2 separate regions of the Sus scrofa genome follow, and region 1 is linked to region 2. The links are chromatin contacts, called in public Hi-C maps. All regions are on one chromosome and are shown on one strand. The core of a region is the stretch at or near the end of the contact, and the rest is flanking DNA. Distances in the headings are between cores, read along the strand shown.

What was found. Hi-C and Micro-C count contacts between places; a contact is called where the count stands out from the background.
Region 1: a Hi-C map of retroperitoneal adipose tissue shows a contact between it and region 2, with 1.8 times the contacts expected there. The contact joins two enhancer-like sites. A contact is called at or near these places in 3 of 47 Hi-C or Micro-C datasets (heart right ventricle, mesenteric adipose tissue and retroperitoneal adipose tissue) and 1 of 2 datasets of contacts at active chromatin or transcription factors (skeletal muscle).

The regions. Positions count from the first base shown.
Region 1 is chr13:46,459,964-46,465,547 of Sscrofa11.1, reverse strand. All of the region lies in intron 4 of LOC106505633 (a long non-coding RNA gene), which reads right to left. Among named protein-coding and RNA genes, the nearest start is that of ADAMTS9, 250 kb to the right of the region's middle. Within about 2 kb of position 2,732, at least 17 of the 83 cell types and tissues checked have an H3K27ac peak or open chromatin away from gene starts, as enhancers often do. A contact at or near this core is called in retroperitoneal adipose tissue and skeletal muscle, where this site is marked.
Region 2 is chr13:46,104,758-46,111,064 of Sscrofa11.1, reverse strand. ADAMTS9 (A disintegrin and metalloproteinase with thrombospondin motifs 9) reads left to right here. Exons shown (of 40, transcript XM_003132298.6): 27 at 644-805; 28 at 3,222-3,398. Among named protein-coding and RNA genes, the nearest start is that of ADAMTS9, 100 kb to the left of the region's middle. Within about 2 kb of position 2,579, at least 19 of the 83 cell types and tissues checked have an H3K27ac peak or open chromatin away from gene starts, as enhancers often do. A contact at or near this core is called in retroperitoneal adipose tissue and skeletal muscle, where this site is marked.

The DNA.
Region 1 (5,584 bases), core at 1,483-3,982, 350 kb before region 2:
AGCACTATCACTTTCTAGAAGATCACATTACATCCTTCGTGTTTAGATTTATTATTTATGGTTTGTCTCCACAGAAAAAAGACCCACAAGGTCATAGACCTTTGTCTGTAACATAGTCATTCTTCAGTATGCCCAGGGGACTGGTTCCAGAAGTCCCTCAAATACCAAAATTCACAGATGCTCAAGTCCACTTTATAAAAAGGCATAGTGCAATGAATATATAGGTGGACCTCTGAATCCCTGGATGTGGAACTTGCAGATGTGGAACACCAACTGTGTATTCTTTGCAGCTAGAAAACATGGCACATTGTGGTGTTCAATAAATATTTGTGGAATGAATTGAGGCCCTGGAATCATCAGGCCTGCTTCCAGTGCTGGTCTTGGGTTGAACTGACATTTGTGACCCTTAGCAAATGACTCTCAGCCTCAGTTTTCTCCACTATGAGATACTGACACTCATGATTTCAAACCCGCAGAGTCAAGAGAATTAAATGAGATTATGTCTGTAAAGCACTTGGCAGAGTATCTGGGTCATAGTAACTTTTAACTACACGAGGTCCATGATTTCCATGCGAGCATAGAAAGATAAGGGATCACCCAGAGTCATTCCCAGAAACACCACCTCTACTTTTATTCTCAACTCCCTTCCCCAGTGGTGCTTAAGCAGCCAGTAGTGTGAATTCCATCTCCTCTCCTGTGACCCTCCAGGCTCCAGCTTCTCTCCAATCCTAGACAGCATGATGGCCAATGGGGAAATGTGGAAATCATCAGAGGCATTTGGTCCCGCTATGCATATGGTTTGACTGCTGCTGGGATCAAAACAATGTTGCCACTACAAACCTGTCATTAACAAGCAGTAGAGTTCAAATGGGTCTATGGAGTGGTGGGGGCCAAAACCAGGGTCACTTTCCTCAAGGGGAGCTTACGATCCAAAACTTTCTCAAGAGAGAACCAAGGGGCCCCATGCCAGTAGTTGTTATTGTCTGCATGGATTGCATAGGTGCATCCATGGAGGCTGGAGTGTGCAAGAAGTTGTTGGGTTTCCAGCTCATTTTAGTGGGCAGAGACAGTCTGCCATTTTTTTCCTAGATTCCCTCCCCTCAACATGGAAGATAAGGCAGAATGACATAAGGGATGAAAAATGAGGGTGCCAGTCCAGAGGACTGAGTTCAAGTCTCAGCTCTACTGTGTGTCTTTGGGAAGACACAAGTCTATCTGAAGATAATGATTAGAACAGCTGATGTTTGTTGCTATTCCCTCTGTGCCAGCTACTCCATATATATTAGTTCCTTGTTTGGGCAGGTGTTCAGCCATGTGTTTAGCCAAAGTCTGTTGAGTGCTAGCCTCACACTAGGCACTGTGGATGCAGCAGGGAACAAGATACTGCATCTCCTTATCTCACAAAACACTGGTGGTGGAGACTGGGAGTGAGTAATCTACTACACATGTAGTTAAGCATCATTAACTATTTCTTCATCCATTAAAAAACCATGTTTTCTATCTCTCACTACTCAATCAGTGAATTGTGGTCAGTGTCACAAAGGAGAAGTTTCCACTGCTTTTAGTCAGGACATATCTTGGGAGGATGGATGACTAGACTCATCTGCAAGCTCAGCCTGGACTTCCAAGGAGAAATGAGTTTTGAACTGCAAAAATGAAGAATAAGGGAGAGTTAGCAGGGTAGTCCCATTTTGCAGATAAAGAAACTGAGGCTCAGAGAGATTATGTAAGTTGTCCAAAGAACATGTTAATATTTGCTAGACCCCAGACTTGAACCCCCATTTTTCTAACTCCAAAATAAGTGATCTTTTACCCAGGCTAGTGTTTTTTAGACTGGGATACACATCACAGTTGCCACCAAGGGCTTTTTCAGAACCTATGTGTTGGGGTTCCACCAAGAGATTCTGATTCAGTTGGTCCAGGTAGAGCAAAAGGAGAGCAAAAGTGAGTTTGCATGAGCTCCCCCAAGTGATTTGGTGCACAGCTCTCATAATATCTCTAGCATTTCTGCTGCTGTTCCCAGTGCTCAGTGATAGTGTGACATCACAAAAGAAAACATGGCTGGTTGTCAGGGCTCCACCAAATCACTGGCTCCCAGGATGATCCATAGAATCTATTCTCTGGTCCTGTCTCTTCATGGGACCATGATGACATCAGTCCCCTGGCCCTCTTTGCACATGAGAGTCACCTGGAAAGCTTTAAAAATCTTTCCTGTGCTCCACCTCCAAGCCACAGCATCAGAAATTCTGGGGAAGGACCCAGGCAGAGGTATTTACTAGATGTTTCTGTGTGATTTAGCACTAGATGATCTCAAAGGTCCCTTCTGACTTGGAAATACTCGGCATCTATGAAATCCTTCCCCCACTCCTTCCTGATGATGGAGGGGACCTTATGGGGGTGGACACAAGGGGACTTGGGTGGGGGTGGGGAAATGATGCCTTTCCAAGACTTACTGCTCTGCGCTGGCAGTGTCTTTGTGAAAATAGTAACTTTTTTTTTTCCTGATTTATGTGACAGTTGGAAAGCAGCCCCCAGAACAGGCTGTTCCTCCCCTTGGTACTATTAACATAAATATGTGCTCAGGGCCTTCAGCTCCTGCTTCTCTCTGTGTAAACGAGGCTTAAAGGGGCCGTGAAAGTCAGAGGCTGAAGAGAAACCAGAAGAGAGGAAGTGTCTTTAGAGGCACAAGAATGAAAAGGGGAAAAGGACAGGACGTTGCTAAGAGACAATGTCAAGCTGGGCCATGGGATTAACAGCCAGTATCAAAGCGAGGCCCTTCTTAATGGTATGCTCCTCCAGTAGGGCCTTTTCCAAACACTGGCAGAGGGTGAGATTATCAAAGCAATTCCATTCCAAATCAGGCATAAAAGACCCCCTTCCTTCTTGGTAGAACTGGAATATTCAGTGAAAATTAACTGATTTAAGTATCTATATCTTGTGGTGAATGTGGACTCTTTACTGTGGAACTTCTCAGAGTCTTTAACCTGCCAATAAATAATGAGAACCACAGCCAGGTAGACATCACTGGCAGCCCAAGCTGAAATTATCTGCTACTTTTTATTTCAGGGGTATGAGTGCTTTCTAAGAAATGTTTGAGAAGTCCTGGTGTTAAAACAAAACAGAACAAACAAAACAAAAAAAAAAAACAAACAAAAAAAAAACTATTGTAATACTGAAGATTATTGTGCTAAGGGTTTTACATAAATTGTTTTTTTTTTTAAATCAAGTTTGAATTGTTTCTTTTAATCTAGGCAACAACACTATGGGTTAGGTACTTTTGTTTCCTTTTTTTAACATGTGGAAAAATTAAGACATGGAGAGGTTAAGTTCTTGCCCAGGATGACACAGCTAGTGGAGAATGGAAGGAACTTGGACTTTGGAGTTAAGATGAAGTGGGTTCAAAATCTGCTTCTGCCATTTGCTGGATAGACATCTTTGGCCAAGTTATTTAACCTCTCTGAGCCTTGATTTCCTTACATGCAAATTGGGGAGAATAAAATATACCTTGTAGAGTAGTTGAATTTGGAGATATCATATGCAAAACACCTAGTAAGTGTCCCATAGATGGCTATCAATATCATCATCATCATTATCTTGTATTTAATACTCAAAAAAGGGAATTTATCTACAATGAAGTATCACCTCACACCAGTCAGAATGGCAATCATCAAAAAGTCTACAAATAACATGCTACAGAGGGTGTGGAGAAAAGGGAATTCTCTTACACTGTTAGTAGGGATATAAATTGGTATACCTACTATGGAAAACAGTAAAGAGGTGCCTCAAAAAACTAAAAATAGAGTTGCCATATGATCCACAATCCCACTCCTGGGCATATATCCAGAAAATATAAAACTCTAATTCGAAAAGATCCATGCATCCCAATGTTCATAGCAGCACTGTTTACAATAGTCAAGACATGGAAGCATCCTAAATGTCCTTGACGAGAGAAATGAATAAAGAAGATGTGGTACATATATATACACACAGTGGAATATTACTTGGCCATAAAAACAAAATAATGCCATTTCCAGCAGCATGGATGGACCTTAGAGACTGTCATACCAAGTGAAATAAGAAAGTAAATATCATGGTATCACTTATATGTGGAATCTAAAATATGATACAAATGAACTTATTTATGAAATAGAAACAGATTCAGAGACATAGAGAACAAACTTATGGTTTCCCAAAGGGGAAAGGGATAGGAGAAGGGATAAATTAGGAGTTTAGGATTAGCAGATATAAACTACTATATACAGAATATATATAAAATAAATAAACAACAATGTCCTATTTTATAGCACAAAGAACTGTATTCAATATCCTGTGATAAACCATAATGGAAAAGAATATTTAAAAGTATTTATAATGCATATACATATATTATATATATAATATACATAAATATAAATATATATTTACATAAATATATAAATGTATATAACTGAATCTCATATATAATATACATAAATATAAATATATACATATATAAATATATGTATATATAATATACATAAATATAAGTAAATATATATTTACATAAATATATAAATGTATATAACTGAATCTCTTTACTATACTCCATAAACTAACATAACATTGTAAATCAACTATACTTCAATTAAAATAAAAAGAAAAAACAAAAAGGAAATTATACATACTATCTGGAAAAAATATGCATTTGGGTTGAGTCAGGAGAAATAGGCAATAGGATCTGACATGTGACAGGCTAGATAAATGATAAACCTCTCCAAAGAAATGGAAAATCGTCCTCCTATTCCTCAGGTTGACTTAGTCACCAGCTAGCCACAGGGCATCCTCCTGTAGGGTTTATAAAGAGGAAGGGGGCAGGTTTGCAGGCTTTGGGGTGTGCTTCTTCCAAGGGACAAATGGGAACAGAATACACTCTGGCCAGCCATCAAATTCCTAGAGGACCTTCTGAAGTCCTGAGCCCTGGACCTGGAGATTCTGAGTCTATTAAGTCTGTGATTGTCCTGGGATTGTATATCCTATGGTCCTTCCAGCTGATACTTATTATAACTCTGCTTGAAAACCACTGGACTTCCATGAAATCCTGGGAAACTTTGGCAATGAGTTATCCAGCAAGAACTCAGAGGAGCCTGGTAATTATTTTGTGGAATCCAGAGAGTTTGTGGCCTTGACTTGCATAAGCAACCAATAGCATTCAAACATCTTGGCATTTGAGGGACAAATTTTTCCTATGTTTTGTGGTTGGTCCAGCAGCCTGGGTAGGTCGTTTATGTGTGGTAATAGCAGAAGCCTGGGCACCAGGCATAGTTCATGTCTGTCCCATCATCTTCATGGAACAAGTGAGATGCCAGGCTAGAGAAATAACATCCTGCATAACATTTTAGTAACTGTCTTCAAGACCATGGGAAATAAGAACAAAGTATTTCAGGATTCTCATATTTTGACAGATTTTTCTTTTCTTGAATAACATACAGGTGACTACCCTATTAATGTCCAGCTTTGCATTAATCTTGATTTCTCTATCAAATAGACCTAAAACTCATTGCAACACATATTTCACTTTTTTGTTAAAGATAGAATTTTGAGCCTC
Region 2 (6,307 bases), core at 1,330-3,829:
AAAGCAAGTTCATTGGGGAATAAAAATAAAGAAGGAAAACAGATCTTGCTACCATTTGCCACGGAAGTAGACACTTTTGTGAAGAGAGAAAAAAGAACATTACCTGCAAAGAAATGATATGTAAGTGACATTCTGTGATGTTTTCCTTGGGTAATTGAAGGAGTGTATATATAGAGAAGCTTAATTTCAACAACCAGCAATTCCTTCAGCATGCGATTTGACCCCTGTGTTGAAAGGGGAGTTAAATCCTGGTTCTCAAAAAGCACTTGCAGTTTTGAAAAGAATGTCCCAGGAGACGGTGGTGTCAGTCAGCACCTCTGTACCACTCAGAGATGTGGACCATAAATAGGACAGCTTTGGAAATCAGGAGGCATGATCACTCATGAGGCATTTATTAAACACCAACTGAGACCTATCAGGCTTACAGGGGAAGGTATGTGTCTGCCTTCCAGTGTTGATAAAACTCGAACATTAAACAGCCCCTTGAAAGGGAGGTCCTCAGGATTGCTTTCTGTCCGTTGTAGATGACTTGAGAACAGCTCCTGTCAAATTTGTCTCAGACCTTTCAGCCAGTGGCTTTTGTGGCCCTGAGATGGAGAGCGAGGTGAGGAGTAACCTGTTGACTAATGTTTGCTATGTTCAGTGTTCCAGTACCTGTGCTGGTGGGTCCCAGCGGCGTGTTGTTGTGTGTCAGGATGAAAACGGATACACCGCCAATGATTGTGTGGAGAGAATCAAACCAGATGAGCAGAGAGCCTGTGAATCCGGCCCTTGCCCTCAGTGGGCTTACGGCAGCTGGGGAGAGGTGAGAGCCAACTCCATTTATGCATCCTTTGGGGGAAGAAAAAAAATAAAAAATAAAAAACCACCAAACTGTGTTACTGTTCATAGTTGATTTGAGGGAATTTATTTGAAGGAATCTAGAGCTAGTTAAAGCTTCTTGATTTTCAGATTAATTAGGAGACCTGCCTTAATTCTGGACTCTTTCAGTGCATTTATTACCAAGTAGAAACAGCTTGAATACATAGGAGAGAAAAATCAGAAAGAAATACAGAAAAATGGTAAAGTTGTTAACCTCTGTTTAAATTGTTAACGGACACTTTTAAAGTGATTGAAAATAATGTGCTGGAGTTCCTATTGTGGCTCAGTGGATTAAGAATCCTGTGTTGTCTCTCTGAGTATGCGGGTTTAATCCCTGGCCTTGCTCAGTGGGTTAAGGATCCAGCATTGCCATAAGCTGCAACACAGGTTGCAGACGTATCTCGGATGTGGTGTTGCTATGACTGTGGTATAGGCTGCAGCAACAGCTCCAATTTAACCCCTGGCCTGGGAACTTGTATTTTCCACAGGTGTAGCCATAAAAAGAAAAAAAATGTGTTAAATTAGTCTCTGGAAATGTTGCCATGTTCTTCATGGTTTTTGGGGTGTATGCAATGTACCCTTGGTTCCATGGCATCATGTCTCCCAATATTTCAATTCCCTGAGGAGCCATCATGAATAGGAGTTGTTATTCCTATCAAAGGTGATGCATTCTAATCATAGAGGTGAATAATTAGCTGTGTAGTCTCAAATAATAAAATTCTTCAGCTGTTACCTTTTAAGAGCCACCTACTATGACCACTGAAAGGCAGTCAGATATTTGGAACAGACAAAACTGGGCCCAGTTCCCACTCATGGCTCTTAAATGTTTTGTAATTTTAACAAATAACATCACTTTGCCAACTATCTCTATTGTATTGTTACCTGTAAATGGGAGTAGTAAGGACACCCACTTCACAGTATCCATGTCTATTTTATGAAATCTGTCTGTCAAAAGCCCAGCACATAGCCTTCAATTAAAGTTCACTGCTATTGTAATAAGGATAATCATTGTTATTGCTAATAATTATCATTGGTAAGACTATTATTATTGAATGGGACTTTGAACCACTATCATGGGTAGGACTCAGATGCTTATTGTTTTGTGTTTAGTTAACAAAGACCATATCCCTCTACTCTTGAATCCACAGGGAGAGCACGTATTTAAAGTTTGTTGAGTTGTTCTGTCTTGACTCTTAACATTTAAAAAATGAAACATGAGGGTTAACATCTTGGAGACCCCGCTCCCTACCAAGAGCAGGGTGAAAGACAGATGAGATGCATGGGCATATTGGTCCCCCCTTCTGGCTAAGCGAAATCACATGCCCACATTTCATGATCCCATACACGTAACCAGGTAGTCATAGGCAGTCCTAATGGAGAGTTTTGTTGACTTTTCATTGAGAGTACGTCATCCTGCAAGGTTTTTCTGAAAGGCCAGAAGGGGAAGTCAGGTTTGGAGACTTGTGTACTGTGAGTTTCCCAAAACTCCTCGTGAAGTTCTGTCCCATGGGGCCCTGTGCTTCAGCTTCTGTAACTGGATTGAGGCCAGGCGAGTACACGCATTTGCCGGGATGCTGGCTGTCAGCACGGACCAGATCCTTCCAAATTCTGTGGGAGATCTGGCCTTGACACAGCATTGTGGGGGGGTGGGGGGGAGAGACTGTCAGTGTTCCTGGATGCGAGCGCCTTGGGATTATGCAAGAAATACAGCTTGTTCCTGCCTCAGAAGCGTGGGTCTCGCCGACAGTCAGAACCTTATCCAGCGTTCCCACTGCACTGTTTACCCATCCTAGGGGATAGCCGTCATTATCCTCAGATGCAGAAATATCGTAAAATATTTTAACGTCACGGGGGCTGTGGAGACTGGAGTCACAGAAGAGCCAAAAGTCAATGACGGCTTCTTAGAGGTTGCCAGAAAATAAAACCAGCTAAGTCCTTATTTCCTTTATTTGGTACTGACTGGTTTTTAGATTTTTATTTGTTTGATGTTTAGTTTTGAATACCTCAGAGGCTGTAACCTTATCCTTGACTCTGGCCATTGACCTTGATCAAGTTAACCTCTCTTCATCTCAGTTGCCCCATATATAGCAAGTGGCAAATAATTAACACTCTCCTCTGGATGAGAAAATAAATATAAAAGCACTTAGTGCAGATGAAGCGCACACACTCAGTAAACAGTACCTACCATGAAGGCAGAAGTTTCCCATCTGCTGTATATATTACTTAGGGTAAATAGGCTTCATTCTGCATCCAGACCTAGCTGGCCTGATGCCATCATAGAGTCCAGCTAAGACATTTTTCTTACAGGAAAAGAAAATTTGCTGACAAAATAACTGCTGCCTTCCATTTCCTTCTTCCAGTGTTCTAAGCTCTGTGGCGGAGGCTTGCGAACAAGGCTTGTGGTCTGTCAGAGGCCCAGCGGGGAACGGTTTCCAGATCTGAGCTGTGAAATTCTCGATAAGCCTCCGGATCGAGAGCAGTGTAACACCCAGGCTTGTCCTCAAGACCCTGCTTGGAGTACTGGCCCTTGGAGTTCGGTACGGCCTTAACTGTTCATGTTTGTTAAGCCTACTACCTAAACTAACACACCCAATTCCAAGGTGTTTGGGGCACTCCTCTGAGACAGACCGTGATCTTACAAGACAGCCCTGAAACTGTGCTTTAAATAGTCTGTTACTCTTTTCATAGTGAGCCACGACAGAATGAATTTTTTTTATGATATTGCCAAAGTGACTTCAGAGAATACACGTACCTCACACCGGCCTGGTGCCGATGCCAAGAAATAGCTTCCTTTCCTAGAACTAGACTGTATATATTTGCGTGTGTGTTTTTAAAGACACGGCATAACTCCATGTCATTATTAAGTGCTAAAGTGATTTAAGTAGACAACTTAAAAGCAGATACTCTTTCCTTTACGAAGCCGGTAGTTTTGACTTCGGCGGGAAGATACCTGCTTGTTAAGGCCAAAGCAAGTTTTTGATTCAGTGGCTATACTTTGCCTCTGTGACTCGGGGACAGCTCTCAACACAAGCACCATGAAGGCTGTGCCCACAAAGCTGATTGAAATCATTGGGAAACATCCAAAGACCAACAGTGGACTCGGTGACTTGATGCCATTCAAGGCATCTGAAATGTTCTCTCACGTCTATCAAGAAACAAAGCCCATTTGAGGCCATTTTTCCTCTGATCCTAGACTTCCTTTGCGATCTGCTCTTAGCTGACATTGTAAGACAGGTTTGCCACTGTAAATACTATGCAAACTTCCAGGGCAGCTCTTGGCAAACAGAAAGACTGGCTATGTCAAAGCAATACTTTGGCTAAATTGTGCCATAGGTATGGAGCCATTAGGGTTGTTTCATGTAAATAGAGTAAACTTTCCTGTAAATACGTTAATTGCACTGAAGCTGAATTCATGTTATAGTGAGTCATATCCAGAAGTCTTTTTATTTCATAGGGTTCGGAGGAAAATTCTTAACCATTCCTGAAACCATCTAAAGAGCCGATTAACTGACTTGACATGGTTAATCTCTGTTGATGCTTCTAAGAATCAAGGGTTTCAATGTCGCAGATTGTGTCTGCAGGTTGAACACAAGCTGTATAATTAATGTACTTTCTATTAGGTAGAAATCTGGAAGAACTTAAAGTGTCATCTCAACTGGTACTATTTGGCTGGGCTGTTAAAGATTTTACTCAAGGGCATTTCAGATGTGTTGTTCACAGTGTTTTGTCTGTAATACTGGCACTCTTCCAGAATGAACATTTCAAAAAAGATCAGAAATAACCTCAGAATGTCAGGAACATCTTCTGACATTTCAACCTCCGTAAGTCACCTATTAAATATTATTTTCATGAAATTTTCCCTCTTGAACCCATTATATTTCTACTCTGTTCACTCAGCCAACACAAACACCACACTGAAGTTACATATCAAAAAGTCTAATAGCTCTCTAAAAAGCTCTGTTTCTTTAATATTGACCAAAAAACATTTGACCCTCAGAGGGTGTGTGTGTGTGTATATATATATACTATAATAATAATATAACACTATACATTATATATTGTATACAATATACAATATATATTATATACATTTTAGTTTCCACTGCATTCTCTTTTTTGAACATTTTCTTTTTTTTTTTTTTTTTTTTTTGTCTTTTTGCCATTTCTTGAGCCGCTCCCGCGGCATATGGAGGTTCCCAGGCTAGGGGTCGAATCGGAGCTGTAGCTGCCAGCCTACGCCAGAGCCATAGCAACTCGGGATCTGAGCCGCGTCTGCAACCTACACCACAGCTCACGGCAACACCAGATTGTTAACCCACTGAGCAAGGGCAGGGATCAAACCCGCAACCTCATGGTTCCTAGTCAGATTCGTTAACCACTGCGCCACAACGGGAACTCCTCTTTTTTGAACATTTTCTAAACACGTCTTAATTTTCTTTCACACAGGATCACCACTCTCCCACAGATATTTTAAGAGCTTAAATGTGTAAATTTTAAAATATGATCTGCTAATTAATTTAACCAAAGAGTTTAACATTTTCTTATTGTAGTTATTGTTCTTAGACCTGTGCATAGTTTTTTGAAAAGCACACAGGAAAAAAAAAAGAGAGAGACTCTAAATGCTCTGTAATGCACAGGAGCCAATGCATGGATTTTTAAAGTATTTTTGCTGCCTATATGATTTTAATGCTTCTTTTATAAAATGATTATTAGTCAAATATATATTTAAATCCCTCTGCAGCCTGAGAGCAAGGCCACTTCTACAAGGCTTTTCATTGTGATTTTTTAAATTAAATCAAAAGCATTTTATTTAAATCTGTAATTAATTAAATTTGTAACATACTTAAATTATGTGTGTGAGGGCAGCCTTCAGACTTAACTGTAGTATTTGGATTTTACTTTTGTGTTGATTTAGATAGATGCTTTGGTACAGTTTTTTAGCAATTCTAAATTGAAGCATACCTCAGTGAATTGTGTTAATAGCCATAAAGCCACTTCTATGGTGCTTTATCCTTGTAACTGACAGTGACGTTAACAACAAAAAGTCTATTTGAGGTGCTAACATGTTGCTTTCAAGAGAAAGCCAACTAGATATATTAGAGACCAAGGGTAGCTGTTAGCCGTCCTCTGGCTGTATTGCTTTCTTCTCCCAAGTACTCCCACACTGAAGATAGTGTTGAGAAGCAGCTATTGCTGTGTGAGTAGATCCTTTCCAAGGTCAAAATGGAGATAGCCTAGATCAACAGTTGTTACTAAAGAGCAGCATTTAAGAAAGAAACTCCAAATCCCTGTCAGCATGGCTTCAGGACTATAAAATGAAGCTTCTGTGAATGTAGGGTTCAAGTACCCATTTTAAGGCCCTTTGTTCAAGTCACCAGTGATTTAGAATCATGATTGTGCAAAACATCCTCACCCGACCTCATCTTCTCTGTCTCTTTTGCATGTG